Regions from separate parts of the Lactuca sativa genome. Here region 2 is linked to region 1. Evidence: chromatin contacts called from public Hi-C data. All regions are on one chromosome and are shown on one strand. Each heading gives the region's core, a stretch centred on a gene start, on an enhancer-like site or on the middle of the called end of the contact. The rest is flanking DNA. Distances are from core to core; before and after follow the strand shown.

Evidence for each region. A called contact is a pair of places that touch in the nucleus more often than the background predicts.
Region 2: a contact with region 1 is called in a Hi-C map of leaf, with 4 times the contacts expected there. The contact joins the promoter of LOC111892538 here to the promoter of LOC111892530 in region 1. A contact is called at or near these places in 3 of 4 Hi-C or Micro-C datasets (leaf and seed).

Annotation. Positions count from the first base shown.
Region 1 is chr5:298,495,728-298,498,538 of Lsat_Salinas_v11, reverse strand. LOC111892530 (stress-response A/B barrel domain-containing protein UP3) reads left to right here and starts at 1,530. Exons shown (of 1, transcript XM_023888581.3): 1 at 1,530-2,472. The coding sequence starts at 1,550. The coding sequence ends at 2,344.
Region 2 is chr5:298,855,950-298,858,833 of Lsat_Salinas_v11, reverse strand. It overlaps LOC111892538 (replication protein A 70 kDa DNA-binding subunit A), which reads right to left and starts at 1,385. Exons shown (of 2, transcript XM_023888590.3): 1 at 968-1,385; 2 at 1-260. The coding sequence starts at 1,227.

The DNA.
Region 1 (2,811 bases), core at 281-2,780:
AAGCCTTCAATGGTACGCAGTCAAATGCTAGAAAATGCATGAACACGTTGAAACACAACTTTACTTTGAGCTCCAGACCATAGCCACATGCAAATATTCTATTGATAAAATAAATTAGAAAAAAAAACATAACAACTCTTGTCTAGGTGACATATTTACAAGATCGAGTCTTGTAACGAACAAAGTTGGATCAAAGCACAACCATTTCTATAATTTACTCCTATAAAACCGAAGAATAAGTGATTGTGGAAAAAAACAAATAGTTGAAAAAATACATACCGAATATAACTATTTTCAAAGGGTTACTTTTAATAGGCTTATCAAAGTGTAAGAAACAATAAAATAACCTCCCATTCAATAAAATAACCTCTTATTTGGAGATGTTTAGTGAAATAAGATATATGGAACCAATAAACTGATCTTTTAAAAATGCAGGTTTAGATCATTTTAGTTATTAAACTTTTATGAATGTTTTAGTTTGGTCATTATATTTTGTTTAAGCTATCGTTGGTGATTGAACGTTTTATTTTGTTCATTTTGATCACTATAATCGGGGATCGCAGGTCTATAATATCAAACAATGTTTATTATCATTTATATAAAAAACTACTATTTTTTCTTTTCTCCACTACTATCAATTATTTATAGTAAATTATATGAATAATCTTTATGATTTAAGGTAGAGTGCACATTTAGTCTTTAACTTTTTTAACTCGAACACTCTTAATGACTTTAAAGAGAAAAAGAAAAGACTATTTTACCATTATCCATTCCATGGCTCTTGTCACTGGTAGAAACACACCAAATCATCATCGATAACTAGTTTTACGTTAGGTGACATCATAGAAAGTCTCTCTATCAAGTGACCCAAAGCAGAAAATATTTTGGTACATATGAATTAATTGAAAACACTAATAACTCTACTTCTTCCAATAGTTTGAATCACAAGACTATGTTTTGTTTGAAGCAATTAAAAACATTAAACATGCATGCTACCCTAAATCACAATGATTATTCATATCATTTACTCTAAAATAATTGATATAAAAAGTTTAGTTGTGGAGAAATAAAAAAAAATTATAGTTTTTTTAAAATTTTTTATAAATGATAATAAAAAATAGAGCGACTAAAATGAAAAAAAAATAAAAACGTTCGGTAACCAATGGTAGCTTAACACAAAGTATAATAACTAAAGTAAATTAACAAGAAAAGTTCAATGATTAATTATAACCTTGATAATATTATACACCGGCTATTACTGATACGATTAGAATAATTAAGATGATAAAAATTAAACAAATTCAGTGACCAATGCTAACTTAAATAAAATATAACAATAAAAAAAAAAAATTATGTATATGATCTAAATGTTTCGTATCCAAAACATGGATCTTTTTCGGAGCCCTTTTATGTATCATATTTTTATTGGGTTTCAGCTTTCAAGTTTCAAAAACAGAACAACTTTATTGGGCCATGCGATGGCCCATCGACAGTGTCATTATCAAAACCATCATTATTATCACAAGTGATATCCTTCCCAAATTCTGTTATGTCCTCAACAATGCTGTGTGCTCCAGCACGCACCCGATTCCTGCCATCATTCGCACTTACAACTCCACAACCCCTCTTCCGCCGGCTCAACTCTCTCGTCCTCCGCCGCAACTACCAAACACCGATCAAAATGTCGGCACAACACCAGATCGTCGAACACGTGGTCCTCTTCAAAGTGAAACCCGATGTCGATTCTAGCAAAGTCGCGGCTATGCTCAGTGGACTCAACGGCTTAACATCACTCGACCTCACCGTCCACCTCTCCGCCGGACAACTCCTCCGGTCTCGGTCTTCTTCGCTTACCTTCACTCACATGCTTCACAGCCGTTACAGGTCAAAGGAGGATCTCCGGGAGTACGCCGCTCATCCTGAGCACGTTCGCGTGGTCACGGAGAATATAAAACCGATCATTGACGACATCATGGCCGTTGATTGGATATCTAATGACGCAAGTGTCTCGCCGAAGCCAGGGTCGGCGATGAGAGTTTCATTTTTGAAGTTAAAGGAGAATTTAGGGGAAAATGAGAAAGCTAGGGTTTTGGAAGTGATTGGAGGAATTAAAGACCAGTTTCAATCGATCGAACAGCTAAGTTTGGGTGAGAATTTCTCTCATGACAGGGCGAAAGGATATACAATCGCTTCAATCGCTGTTTTGCCTGGGGCTGCTGATTTGGAGGCGTTGGATTCAAATGCTGAGCTTGTGAAGTCGCAGAAAGAGAAAGTCAGGGATTCAATAGAGAGCGTTCTGGTTGTTGATTACGTGATTCCTCCTCCGCAGGTGGCTAACCTCTAATGGATGCCTGTTCCAGGTTCTTTACTTATACTTTTCTTCAAGTGTAACAGTATATTTAATCCGAAGTTGAGTAATCTGTATGTTATGTGATGGTCTTGCTTATTAACATATTCGTCTTGGATTACAAATTCTCTTGCTTATCACTTTAGTTTCTTAATTCCTTCATTCTTTGCCTATTTGTATGGTTCTAGTTTAAAACAATGCCTGGTTTATTTCAGCTGAAGATAATGTTTACTTTTACACTGGTAATTAAGGTTAGAAATAGTGTTCTAGCTTAGCTTTGGCACCTAATTATATAAACTATTGAAATGGGGAATCTGCATCGTTACTTCGAAAACAAGTTGAGTTTCGGTCATGGTGTTACCACTTACTAGATTCTTTAGTATATAGAGGGAAATTGCTAGGTTACAACCCTACATTGTATAAGCTTGTTGATGACAAACACATATGAAAAACCTTGAGGTTAA
Region 2 (2,884 bases), core at 136-2,635, 360 kb before region 1:
TGCGTGGTGGTGCTTCGTTTTTTGTGATTGCTCCGTGGGGTTTGTAGATTGGTGGTGGTTGGTATGGTGGTTGGACAGTTGGGCGGAAGGTTTGAATGTTGGTGGGATTTGGGCGGTGGTTAGAGGGTGGTGGTGTGTGGTGGGAGATGCCATTAGGAGGTGGATTGTGAGAGATGGTGTCAGACTCTGTGAGCATCTTTGGGTTTCCAATGATTTCACATTCGGGTATAATGGTTTCCATGTTTAGAACAACAATGATCCTGCAAAGAATGAAATAAATTATCTATACTTCAAGCTTTCAAAACCATTTAGTTTTGAATTTTGACTAGCAAATTTAATTGAAATGCATAGATTATCAAACTACATTGACACATATATTTCAAACTTTCAGGGATTTCAAGTGCTTGATGTTGCAGTTTTGAGAACTCAATGTGTGTGTGTGTGTGAATTCAACTACATGTATACATACACAGTGAAAATTCATGATGTAATATAACACAAAGCAACAAGCACACATGTGTACTTCGAGATGGTGTATTTTTTAATCTCACAAACAAGTCACAATAGTGCTTGTGCACGTGTAACTGAGGGATTCATACATTCATGATTCAACAGCTACTATCATTCTATGTGCCCCAAAAAACAGAACAATTTAGTAATGTGAGAAGAGAAAATTCATTTCGTATAAACCTAGAGAAGTTCTACCAACAGAAAAACAGATTAAGGCAAGCAATTTAAGAGTATACATGACCAGGAAATCCTTACAGCTTAGTTACATGATCAGTGATCTAAGGCTTGTAGCTATGATAAATTCATTCCGAAGTGTTCATCCTGTTCAATTTTAAGCCCTAAATCTACATTAATCTCTATAGAAAATCAAACACAAACAGTTATAATATATAAGCATGTAGCAAACAAATGGTAATTAACAAACAGAATTCAGCGTGTGAAGAGAAAACGAACGTACTTGCGATTTTGAACTGTGCTGCAAATGTACTCGATGAGTTGAACAACGGATCCTACACGAACAGCGCCGTTTTTGACTCGATCATTAAGCTGCGTAGCGAGCATCGTTTGCTGAGTCAACACGGAATCGGAGAGAATCAAACGGTACCTCTCCTGTGATGAATTGATGGGTTTGATATCTAATATCTGTAGCAACGGCTTCGAATTCATGTCGCCAGCGAGAATCGCCGGAATACCGTTCGATGACAAATTTACAGGCATTTGATTGATTTCAGAGCAAAATTTATCGTGAAGAAATTGTAGAGAGAGATCTGGAAATTTGTGAGTAACAAAGTTAGGGTTCTTGACTGAGAAAGGATAAAATGAATTGGCGGGGAGCCGCGGTATTAAACCGACTTATGCTTGTTTCATTTAATAAGGAAAAAAAAACGAAAAGTAGGTGTTAACTGTTAACAAACCAGCTTTTAAATTTTTTGTCTTGGTTACGGAAGTTCGAAAAAAAAAAACAAACAAACTATTTTTTTTTAAATCTTAATCTGAATTTATATGGACCAAGAAAGTTGACGATTCTTATTTTCAGCTAAAATCAAAAATATTTTGTAAAGTTTAAGCGCTTTTTATGATTTTCAAATCTACATAACCAAAATAAAGTCACAACAAATATCAACCAAATTTTGATTTACACCACTACCATTCCGTTAAGATGCCTTTTAATTTTTTAATTAAAAGATAGACTTTTAATTTTTTAGATTCAGAACATTTGATGGTCTTTTAATTTTTTTCGTAGCCTTTTAGTTTTAAGAAAATAAATTGTATCAAAATAAATAAAATGTTTTAGAAATACACTAACTTTTAGCAAACCTTTTTGCCTTGCTTTTTCTATTTCCCATGACAACCAACATTTTCCCTATCACTGGCTTTTTCCATCTCTTAAGAATTCAAAGCCTTCTAAAAGTCTGTTTAGATCTCTTAAAAACTCTATCAAACAGCTTTTAAATTATACAAATTTTACATGTGATTTAGAATAGCTTGTGACTTTGTGTGTTTGGTCAATAATATTTATTTAACTTGGAGAGCCTTTATAATTTTCTTTTGTTACGGTTTTCGCCTCTGATATATGTAAAATGATTGATATACCCTACTAGATCTTTTAAATTCTTTTTTATTATGTGTTTTATTTATATATGAGTTGGAATATCTCTCTCTCCCCCTCACTCTTTCACACTTATTTAAGAAAGAACTCAACAGACAACATGGAGCAATGCAAAAAAGAAGATCAATTTGCAAAGAAAACCATTACAGAGTTGTGCATTGGCTTGTTGGGTGGAGGTGACACTAACTGGAAGTGAAATTATGCACCACATCGCAACCACGGTTTCCAAAAAAGAAGTCATTTGACTTGGTTCCCTTTGTCAAAAAGCTCTCATCTCACACACAACCGTCCATCACAACCACAATAGTTTGAATAAGTCATTTGATCGGTTTCCTTTGCCATAAAGTTTTTAATGATCGGTTAATAGGTCTATTGGTACGAACTCTAGGAAAGAACGTCAATTTTCATATCTAAGGTACAATATTGTTTCTTTTTCCCACCATAGATGACTCATTTACGTATCTAAGATTGTTTTTTTTTTGTTATGGATTAGTTTGACCGATTTTTGAAATCTGGGTTATGGTAAAACGATCTTTTTATGTCTTATAGGGATCGAATACGCAACAAATTGAAGTTTAAGGGACTTTTAGAATTAAAATAAATAGGAACCGAATGAGAACTATCATAAACCTCAAGGACCATTCATGTAATATACTCTTAAATTATTAATAAATACCATAAGTTAAATAACATTTTAATTTTTTTTAACTAGAAGACTAGCTTATGGGACATAGTAAGGAATGACTAATGAATTTTGTTATGTGT